2 separate regions of the Mus musculus genome follow, and region 1 is linked to region 2. A link is a contact called in public Hi-C data. All regions are on one chromosome and are shown on one strand. The core of a region is the stretch at or near the end of the contact, and the rest is flanking DNA. Distances in the headings are between cores, read along the strand shown. Region 1 has its middle 64 kb from the start of Gprin3. Region 2 has its middle 97 kb from the start of Gprin3.

Region 1 (5,807 bases), core at 2,360-4,859, 160 kb before region 2:
AAATAAGATTGTAAGAGCAATTGGAATATTTCCTAAGAGGTAGTGTCTTCTACATATATCAGCTATGCTACACTGATGAAATCTCAACAATATGGCTGTTTAAACAGGACCTTCATAAAGACAATACCTCTTGACATTCCAGTAAGAATAGGAGCAATCGCTCTTTTACCCTATTACACTCTTGCCTTTCTCTTGACTCTTGCCCCCTTACTCCCAATTCCCTTCCCCCCTCTCTCCACGTGTCCATGGCCAGCCCCCATTTCTCTACTCTCTCCTTCTCTCTGCCTTTCTCTGCCTTTGCTACCCTCTTAACTCCCCTCCCCATGCCCTGAATAAACTCTATTCTATACAAAAAAAAAAAAAAAATAGGAGAAATCTCATGGGGTCCCAACCCTAAAATAATAGCTTCAAGAAATTAATGACTATAAATAGAAGGAAAATAATTCTTTGCCAGGAATATGTCTACTAAATTGTTATCCAATCCCAAGTAGTAAACCCTAAAAACATATATATGCAAGGAACACTAAATGGACTCAGCATGTATCATATATATATATATATATATATATTCATATAATTCATGTAATGTGCATATGTGTGTATATGTGTATATACATGAATGTGTGTATATATATATATGTATATATGTGAATACGTGTATATATGTATACATGTGAATATGTATATGTGTGTAAATACATATATGTTTATATATATTTGTTGTGTATAAATATGTGTATGGATATATGTGCATATGTGTGTAAATATGTATATGTGTATGTTTGCATATGTACATATATGTACATATGTATGCACATGTGTATAAACAACAACAATTAAAAGAAAATTGGCCAGGAATTTGAATGGGTTGCAAGGGGAACATGGAAGGAATTGTTTATATGGAGGAGAAAATACAGTGATATAATTATATTTCAATTACTAGTGATCTATTATTTTACTTTTATTTTTGAGATCATAACATAATTACATCATTTCTCCCCTAAAATCAGCACTAGTCATAGAACACAAAATGTTAAATATAGGTTCTGAATAAAAATGCTAACAATCCACTTAATAGAGAAATATAGACATGAAGAGGCAATCTACAAATATCAAGTGTCACTACAAATTACATATGAGCAAGCAGAAGTGTAATGTCAATAAATACTAAAATTCTTTGTTGAGTTGAGAAGAAGTCTGAATAGGTACATTGAAAAGGTTTGTTAATGTTCTCAGAAATTTATTTTAAACTACATGTATTGTGAAAATATTAATTTTAAGAACAAATAAAATAATTAATTGGCCATACAGAAGTATATATCCATAATTTCAGCTATTGGAAGGCTATAGAAGACATAAAGTTTCAGCCCAATTTTGACCTACAGAGCATGTACAAAGCAAACTAAGAATACATAGAAATATCCTTTTAAAATAATTAAATAAAATAAATAAATAAATCAAATAAGGAAGAACAAAAAAAAAATAAAAATAGGTTGTTTTTGTTTTTTTTTTAAAGTAAACCACACAGTAATCATTCAGGCATCTCAAATGAAAATATCAAAATTAAAAAAAAAATGTATTGAAATGTACAAGAGTGACTCAAGTATCAATGACTTGCATACAACATGAGCACTGAGATAATGAAGAAGTCTGCTGCCACACTTGCCTTTCTGGGCTGCATGCTTGCTGGTGATACATAATTCTATAAAATGTCATAATTTACCATGCCATTGTCAGCCAGAAAGGAGTGTATCCTGTCCTCCTGTCCACTCTATTCCCTGTGCTCACTTTAAGTTTTTTTTTTTATAATTTCTGCACATTATAACCAGTCACACGCCTGTGTCCTTCCCTGAATCTACAGTTAAAAAAAAAAAAAAAGCCCTGTTTCTGCCAAGACTGTTAGCCTCTCTTGGCATTCAAAACATACCAAATTAAAACACTAGCAGAAAAAGAAAGGTCAGAAAGTATTTAGAAGACATAAAATGAATAAATCCATAGGAATACATTACATAACACCTCAATTTAAGAAACAAAACGAAATAACAGGAAACAGTAAATGCGTACAGTACCCAATTAGCCTATTAATTATAATCTTTCTTGCTAGTTAAAGGGGAGAAAGGGAGCTGAGCATCAGTACCCATTGCTCTCCGCTTCCTAGCTGTAGACACAATGCTGCCTCATGGCCCAGCTGATGCAGCTGGAACTGCTCCTGCCACCAGGCCTTCCCTGCCTTGGTTGGCTGTATTTGTAAAAACAGCGTTGAAAAAGAAAAATTTGATTTTAAAGATAATGACCCCATGGGCTCATATGTTTGACTTGGACACCAGTTGGTGGAACTGTCTGGGAAGGATTAGGAGGTGTGGCATTGTTGAAAATGTATCACTGGGCACAGACGTTGAATTTTCAGAAGTCTCCTTTCATTTTCAATTAGTTCTCTGACTCCTGTGTGAGTATCAAGACATCCTCTCTCAGCTGCTGCTTCAGCATAAAATTACCACGCCTTTATTGTGCCTTCATGCATTCTAGCCCTATCGAACCATAAGCCCAGTTAAACTATGTTTTAGGTTGACTCAGTCATGGTGCTTCAGGGAATGGGTTATTTCTATGACAGACCATACTACATGCCCTTTGAAGAGACAACAAGCACCAAGAAGTTTAATTTTAAAACAAAGGCATGAGCTGAAATAGATAAGGAGATTAATGAGAGGTCTGATCCAAAATGGAATGAGCAACTAATATATATTCCTAAATTTGCTTTTTCTCAGAACAATAAGATAGTAACTGACACAGAAAGCTGGTATTCAAGATCAGAGTGTTTGCTAGGATAAGCCTGACTGGATCACTCTTAGGCCTTTGCAGAAGGAGAATAGGACAATTTAGAGGTGCAGGTAAAAAAGTCAGGAAGTAGTAAGTGGAACTGAACAGGACATTGAGGAGGAGATTGGAAAACAAGAAGACTATCTAAGTAGTGGAGATCTGACTCAGGTCTAAGAAGAGAACAAGAACTCTATTAATAACTGGTGTAGTGCCACTTATGATACATTCTAGAAAACAAACAAGCTGTATTCTACCCTTTTCTGAGAACTTCTATGAGACTGAACTCAAAAGTTGTGGGCCATTATTTGGCAAAGGAAATTTCAGGGATGGACAATATCCAGGCAAGGTTGACTGCTCACTGTCCTCAAAAGTTGGTCTACCGTTAGAGTAGGGAACTATTAAAAATGTGCAGTTTGGTGAAGAATTTAAATACAGAATTTGAGAGATTTAATGCAGAACTTTTGAGAATTTAAAACGTAGATAAAATGGGAATGTCCCTATAACTGGCATCATAAAAATGTTTCATGCTCTTAGTTTGGACAGTAGCCAAGCTGTCTTGAGAGCAAGACCAGGAAAACTCTCAATTTGTGAACAAATTCATTTGACAGGAGAGACTGAATAAAGAATGTCACTGATGGATTTGCTCCAAAGTGGAAAGGCTTGTGATTCTGAATGCATGCAGAACACTCTGACCCAGACTGCTGCCTGCCTGTTCCTCATAAGCAATAGCCTTTAGTATTCTGAAAATGTGAATGCATAATCAACATAGTGGATGCCACCTCCCAGCACCAGACAACTGAACTCAGCTGTTTGGCTGCACATTCAACCTTACATGGGCTTGTGGTATAATGTGTGCTCTCTCCTCATCTCAAGACTTGCAAGCTGCTCTTCCATCTGTATATTTCTCCCAAATCAGTGTCTGTTTCACATGATCAACACAGCCAGCTTCGATCTGTGCCCAGCTCTACCATCGTTGCTTGATTCAGTCACTCCTTTTTTTGTGTGTGTGTTAACATTTTTCTTGCTATTTAGATTTTCTATGCTTCCATTTCCTTCTTAAATGTTTTTTTTTCAATTTCACATAAATACATTTCCCCAACCTATTGAGGCTTTTTTCCCCATCTCATATTAAGCCATTCAACTACAGTGTACTTATTCATTCATTAAAGATAGCAGTGTTTAAAAGTAATGATAAAAAAAAAACACATCAATCCTCTGCATCCATATGACCACAGGAATTATATCTTTGTGAGAAGACAGATGAACACAGGAAAATTTCAGTTATACACATTATACAAACAAAACATACGGAGGACTTGTTCATAAATCTATATCAACAAGGTTAAGAAATTTACCCTGAGACTGTGTCCTGGGAGCTTAGTGGGGAGAAACAACAATGCCCTAGAAAGACAGAGCAGCAAGGAATGAAGAGCCAGCACAGAGATAGAAAGGGGGAGGGGCAGGCAGTGCTTGCTGTGGCTGAATCAAGGAGAAAGGAAAAAGCAGATGAGAGTGAACAAAGGCCAGACCAGACCAAGATGAAATCTGCAGACAGGAATTGTAGCCTTTCTTCTGACTACAGTGAGGAGTCAAAGTTTATAAGGAGGCTTCAGAGGCTACTGCACAAGATGGTAGATTGAACAATGGTAACATGGGTGGGCTTCTTGAGGTATCTTCAGATTTTTCCCTTTGGTGTGGTCATTTTCCCTTGACACCCTGACTCTGCTCATTCCATACTAAAGAGATACTCTTTCCTAGTAACAGAGTGGTATGCTATAGTACAGGATGCTCAGTCTAGAAGACAAGGTAGGAAAGGGTAGGTTTGAGGAGTTTATATCTATGTATTTGAGGGAAAAATTATTATATTTCCTTAATATGTGATTTTTGAAGCCCTGCCATTATTTTATATATTATAGAAATGTCCCTAACTGAGCTATGACATCAGGCTTCCATAAAATATAAAATAACTATCACATTCATTGAAAGAATACATTTAGCATCATTTAGACCTTACAATTCAGTTTTCAGTTTTGTGTATATGCAATAAAATTTAATTTTAAGACTGAAATATAACATAATCTTAATAAATGAACTCAAATCATAAAAAAAAGTTTGTGTGTTATCAAAATTGGACTGAAAGTCAATTGAAATAGACTTAAAATATATAAAGCTTTCCCCATGTTTATGAATCCAAACCAGTCACAACCTATTTTAACTGCTCTCTGGACAACAATAGTGGAAGAAATCACCATTTAAAAGATACATCTGACTTTAGTGCTGTTTAAATATAACTAAAATTTATCTCTTATAACCGATGGCAGACACAGTGGCAGTGAGACATTGTATTCATAAACAGAGCTCCAAATAGGAGTAGGATTGTCTCTCATGATACTCTCTCCCTCCATATACAATTTGTCTTCCTAACATCCAAAACCTTTAGTTTAACACTAATGAAACCTACTTGTCTATTATGTACAAACATGATATTCCATACCTAGAACACAAGTCTTCATATATATCTATTATAGAAACACATTATACATGGCATACATCATACAGCACAAGCACAGGGCATCACACACAGATAAAAAACACATCATACATCACACACACTGTACAACATATGTACAATATATATCCTATACACATATTATACATCATTATTTTGCACTATATATCAGACACACAGTATGCATCATATAAACACTAGATATTACACATATACTAAACACCATACACACTCTAGACATTACACATGTTCATTGTACATTTTTGGTCTGAAAGCTCTGAAAACATGAGCCAAATTTAGTACTTCATTAAATTGTTTGTCTTCCATATTTTTTAAAGCAACAAAAAGCAAGCACAGTGTGAGCTGAATATGAAATTGTGTCTCGAAACAATATGATCAGATTCGAATCCCTGGTGTCATTGAATGTAGCCCTCTAAGTATGGTCTTCATAAATATCATCAAATCAAGGTAAGGTCACATT
Region 2 (6,063 bases), core at 2,747-5,246:
GATTTTTAATAAAGAGAAAGGACATGAATTCGGGTGGGGGATGTCTAGGAGTGGAAGGATCCATTGGTTGCAAAAAAAAAAAAAAAGATACCCTAGACTCAAATAGTATGCAAAACAAAGTGCATTTAATTCTGCAGAAGTCCAGCATGCTGGGGTCTACCACCTACCAAGATAGAAGCACCCCAATGAGCTTAAAGGCCCGATTTAAAGCACATTAGGGGAATTCCCAGGAGGACTAGGTGACCTCTCTCTTAATTTGTTGGCTCTATTTCTAGGGACATTCCACGACCATTAACTGGGTGTGGGGGGGCTGGAAACTATTGCTGAGGAAGTCTGGAAACCATTACTGATCCATCACCCTTGCCCCAGGCCAGGTGGTGGGACAGCTTTTGATTGCAGGGCAGTTTCTGAATGGCAGCCTGATGCCTGGTTGTTTGTTTGCTTGTTTGTTTGTTTGTTTGTTTTTCAGAAACTGACTTGTCTGGGCTTGCTCTGTTCTTGGAAACAGAGATCTCCTGAACTTCCAATTTGAAGCGTGTCATGGAGTCAGCCTAGCCTATCTCAGGAGGAGTGGAAAAAGAGAAAGAATTGAATCAACATACACCACATGAAAAATATTTGTTTTAAAAAAGATAAATACAGTTGTTTGGGGAGAAACAATAAATTTGAAAAAAACTCAACACGATATAAGATACAATTTCCTAAACACATGAAACTCAAGAAAAATGAAGACTGAAGTGTGGACACTATGCCCCTCCTTAGAAGTGGGAACAAAACACCCATGGAAGGAGTTACAGAAACAAAGTTTGGAGCTGAGATGAAAGGATGGACCATGTAGAGACTGCCATATCCAGGGATCCACCCCATAATCAGCATCCAAACGCTGACACCATTGCATATACTAGCAAGATTTTATCGAAAGGACCCAGATGTAGCTGTCTCTTGTGAGACTATGCCGGGGCCTAGCAAACACAGAAGTGGATGCTCACACTCAGCTAATGGATGGATCACAGGGCTCCCAATGGAGGAGCTAGAGAAAGTACCCAAGGAGCTAAAGGGATCTTCAACCCTATAGGTGGAACAACATTATGAACTAACCAGTACCCCTGAGCTCTTGACTCTAGCTGCATATGTATCAAAAGATGGCCTAGTCGGCCATCACTGGAAAGAGAGGCCCATTGGACACGCAGACTTTGTGTGCCCCGGTACAGGGGAACGCCAGGGCCAAAGGGGGGGAGTGGGTGGGTAGGGGAGTGGGGGTGGGTGGGTAAGGGGGACTTTTGGTATAGCATTGGAAATGTAAATGAGCTAAATACCTAATAAAAAATGGAAAAAAAAAAAGAAAAAAAAAAAAAAAAAAAAAAAAAAAAAAAAGGAAAAAAAAAAAAAAAAAAAAAAAAAAGAAAAAAACTCAAGAAAGTATCCATTTCTCTATGAGTGAAACCTATGACTGATGCAAGCAATTTAAAGCTGGAACAGAAATCCTTGGATTAAATTATATTAAAATATACTCAGAGAAATTAGAAGTATCTTAGAAAGTACACATCATGGAATAAATATAAAAAACAATAGTAAGTAAACAGAAATGCAACTCATTTAACAACATATATTTGGAGAAGAAACAAAATAAAGCAAACTGACAGTAACTTTAGTACAAAGTAGTTAAACCAATTTAAACATCCCTGTCTAGCTTAAGAATGAATGAGACTCAGACTGTGTTTATTTTATTTGGTTTTGGCAATTACGCCTAAACCACTTTTCTAACTGCTGGCCTGGCTACTTCACCAAATACCAAATACTTGCTGTTTTTCCTGTCCATGAGCTCATGGTCCATCTCCTCTCATGGCATCTTCCTCCTTCCTCATCTTCCCTGTCCTCAAATCCCAAACTGTGTCACTCAGAACCAGCCTACCTCTATTCCTCCAGTAATTGGCTACATTGACTGCACCATTTTTATTTAACTAATAGTTTTAAACTAAGGAACAAGGTTTGTACAACAAAAGCTGGTAAATGAGAGAGAATTCATACATAGGCAACTAGACCTTAGGGTACAGGATTTAGCATTACAATACATAGCAAGAGACAAAACCTCAACTGTACAAGGTTAAAATAGCAAATATTTGGGATACAGTGTTCTCATAAAAAGATTATTCAACAAAAAGGCAGCTCTTATCCTTGCCCATCTTAGGTAGTTATGCTGTATGGTTTTTATTGGTATACCATGATTAACATGCTCCTGGTACCCCACATTTGAAATTTTACTGAGAAATGGAGCAGTAGGGCAGCATTTGCTTATTATGATACATTTAAGTTTAAAAAAAATAAAAGTTAAGTTAATAGAAGTCAGGACAATTGTGGTTTCCAGAGGCTGAGTAGAGTAACAGGACCAAGGGTAGGGAATATGGGGAATTACTGATTTTTTCAAAAGACTTTAAAACATATGTATATGGGTATTTTGCCTGCATGTATGTCTGTGTTCCACATGCATGCAATGCTGGAGGAGGCCAAAAGATGGTATCATATCCCCTCAACCTGGAGTTATAGTTGGTTACTATATAAATTGATGACACAACCATGGTACAGTTAAAGGGAAAGGTTTTTTTTTTTTTTTAGAGAGAGAGAGAGAGAGAGAGAGAGAGAGAGAGAGAGAGAGAGAGAGAGTAGCCAAGGCATCTGGAAGAGTCCAGAACACAGAGAGAAAGTTGACTGAACAGGGCCAAGATTATCTACAAGAAAAGGGAGGATAACAAGGACAGAGAATAGAGAACGCATAGTGAAAGAGGCAGGAGCTGATTAGATAGAAAGATGGGAACCACAGCAAGAATGGCCAAGTTATAAGGAAAAGGAGCATTTAGAGGGAAGAAGCCTGTGAGTTGGGGTAAGTTTAGGGCAGGGGAAGATGTGAGAAGGGTTAAGATGGACTTTCAAGTATGTTTCAGTTGCTTATGGTATGGAGGGAGCCTGGAGACCAGCCTGTGCTCTGACATGCTGATGGGCACTATGGGTAGCCACATCTCCCTTCTACCAGAAGGGAAATAACACCTTTGGTAGAGAGGAACCAGTTTTACTAGGTCCTGAGGCATGCTGGCTCTTATATAGTAATCAGAAACCCTATAGTCCAAGTTGAACTCAATGGGTGCCTTTTAGAGTTTTGGGAATTGGAGTTTTCAAACAATTTTGAGCCACCATGTGGATACTGGCATTTAAACCTAGGTCCTCTGAAAGAGCAGCCAGTGCTCTCAACAGCTGAGCCACCTCTCCAACCTCTAAGTGTTGATTATTGGCGAACAGATAAAATGTTGTCACTAAATAGGAACAGAAGTTCTGACTCAGCATTGCTCCTACGTTGTACGTAGAAAACAGTACTGTGCTGTACATTTCAAATGGCCAGAAGAAAGGACTTTGAAGACTTTCAGTATATAGACATGATTGATGGATATAGAGATGACAGGTATGCTTAACTTAACTCAAATAATGTGCACCTTGAGTATATCAAAACAACAATTACTGCATTAATACACACAAGCTTCTGCTTTATGTACCAGTTTGAAAACTGTTTTTAGTTTTCTCTCTTCAGACATCTCTTTTTCTCTTGCCAGTTACTTAGATGACCAAAACATCCCTTAAATACTCATGTGACTCATATTGAATTCTAACAGATATTCTAAAGAGATTGATACTCACACAACAAGGAAAAGAAAATAGCCTACATACATAAACCCTTGTTTCTATGCTCTGAGTGAAGGAAAATCTCACTGTTTCTTCAGAGGTAATCTCTTAAATTTGAGGCCTCATTAAACATTTTCCAATTCTCCATAGTTTAGGAAAGATCCTCTTTGCATAAAAGGGAGAACTGCCTTACCATGGGCTCTAGAACTGCATCAGCCTGATCTGGCTGGACACACAGATTGACTGGCAATTGCCTTCTGCTACAAAGCTCCAGGTGTCCTGCTCCCAAGCCAGCTCCCATCTGCTCTCCAGTCTGCCGGCTAGCCTATGACACTCACTAGGTCATTGCTGTAGCTCCCATCAGCTCAGGCTGCACCTGTCTCCAGTCTGTACTGTGACTACATAGACAGGAAATAAGCCTTGGATCTTTGTCTTTCCACAGAGATATCCTGACAAAAGACATCTGAGATTCTCTCATCCCCAGTGTCCCCCACCTCCAGAAACATACCACAATATGTTCATCAGATGGATATATGTGCTGCCAGCTCAGCAAACTGCTGAAGTCTACCCATTGCCTCATGTATATTAGTATTGGCAGCTATAAGATACTAATAGGCAAAATGTTTAGAAGGAATGAAGATTAATGGAAAAGCAATCACATAAACAGACCTGAGCGTCTGGAGAGGTAGTTGAAGAGTAAAGAGAGTGTGCACTGCTCTTGTTAAAGACCTCAGTTCCATGTCAGAAACATCAACATGCCTCTTACCCTAGCTACACGGATCTGACATCTATGGCTTCTATAGGCATCTGTACTCACATGCAGCCCCTACACACACATAATATACACACATACACATTTAAAAAGAAAAGGCAGTCATAAAGAAAGAATTACAAATTCAAATGTTAGTTTTATTATGTTGCATCCTTTAATCTACATCTGAATGAAAGAAATGAACTGACCCTTAGAGATGGTAAAATGTTTTGAGCTATGACCCACAGGGGTCCTACACATAAATGACAATGCAAATATAACTAAAGTAGCATGTTCCTAGTAAATGTAATTATAGTAGTTTAATGATTATAAATATATAACTATTAACTTTATCCTAAAATAATATACTTGGGAAATTAGTTATATAATCCAAAAATCTTACATTCTTTCTCCTTTGTGAATATGAATTACTATACATCTTCACTACAACCAAAGTATGCTTGATTGGTCACCTGTTTTTTCTTAATCCTTATTTACATGTAGTAATTTTTTTGTGCTGAGGGTGATTTGAACTGTGGAAGCTTGGCTCAAGAGATTTCAGAGGAGAATTCAGTTGTCCCGTCCAGCAGGACTTAGTTATTCCATGGGTTGAGGATGACTGAGGCCTGCAAGAAAAACTGGTGGAGAAAGGGGAGCAAGACCAAGCAAAAGTTGTCAAGGTCTGTTTAATGAAGGCTAGGAGCCTGATTATAAGCACACAGTGTGAGAAAATAGGGAAGGGTCGAGGGGGCATAATAAAATACAGAGGAAGGGATGGACATCTGGGGCAAATGCTGATTACAGGCTTCTCGTAGCTTATCTTGGAATACCGGGGACCAGGCTGTTTGTGCACAGCCCTCTGTGCCACAGTTTTGAAGGCATGAAGGGGTCATAGAAAACAGCCGAAAGTCTTGATACTATGAAGGCCAGGAAAGGACACTGGTGAAGGTATAGCCTCTGTTGCAGTTGGCAGCCCAGAACTGAAGGGTTCCTGAAAAGAAGTTGAGGCTTGGCATCATGGAAAGTGTCTATAAGAGGCTTTTGGTGAAGCCTTGTAGCATCAGAAGGCCTCATTCCATTGGAGATTCCAGTACCATAGGATGACCCATCAAAACCAGCAGCAACAGTTCAGTGCAGTAAACCAGGGTGCTACCGATGGCAGAGCTAGAGAAGTGACCCAAGCCCTTTAGAGGAGTTCATAAGATCATGTGTGAACAACCCTAGACACTGGAACAAGAAGCTGTGAATCTGAAGTCCCCAAGATGTTAGAAATGTCAGAGCTGTGGAATACCTCCCAGGGAAAGCTGCTAACAGGGAGTAGAAGCAGCCCAAGAGAACAAAGTTTGTTGCTGCTGAATTCCAGATCTGCCAACAGCAGTCAACAAGGATAAAAGGAGTTGAGGATCTGAAGAGCACTTTGACATCAGACAAGGAGATGAAGAGTTTGGAGTTTAACCAGCTGGTTTTCCTTCTTTCCTTCTTTGGTCCAGTATTCCCTTATCATGATGGTTTAGAAAGGTAATGTATATCCTGTGATGTGGGAGGTATGTGATCTGCTTTTTGATTTTGATTTTATAGGGATTACAGTTAAGTGATTAGATGAACCTAGAAGAGACTTTGAACTTTGAACTTTTAACATTGGT

The links. A called contact is a pair of places that touch in the nucleus more often than the background predicts.
Region 1: a contact with region 2 is called in a Hi-C map of cerebellum, with 2.9 times the contacts expected there. The contact joins two enhancer-like sites. A contact is called at or near these places in 7 of 484 Hi-C or Micro-C datasets (the 3T3-L1 cell line, Th1 cells, cerebellar granule neurons and 2 more) and 3 of 115 datasets of contacts at active chromatin or transcription factors (the 230-238 cell line, CD8 T cells and embryonic stem cells).

What each region holds. Positions count from the first base shown.
Region 1 is chr6:59,487,048-59,492,854 of GRCm38.p6, reverse strand. No RefSeq gene overlaps it. Among named protein-coding and RNA genes, the nearest start is that of Gprin3, 64 kb to the right of the region's middle. Within about 2 kb of position 3,609, at least 15 of the 459 cell types and tissues checked have an H3K27ac peak or open chromatin away from gene starts, as enhancers often do. A contact at or near this core is called in cerebellum, where this site is marked.
Region 2 is chr6:59,326,419-59,332,481 of GRCm38.p6, reverse strand. No RefSeq gene overlaps it. Among named protein-coding and RNA genes, the nearest start is that of Gprin3, 97 kb to the left of the region's middle. Within about 2 kb of position 3,996, at least 5 of the 459 cell types and tissues checked have an H3K27ac peak or open chromatin away from gene starts, as enhancers often do. A contact at or near this core is called in cerebellum, where this site is marked.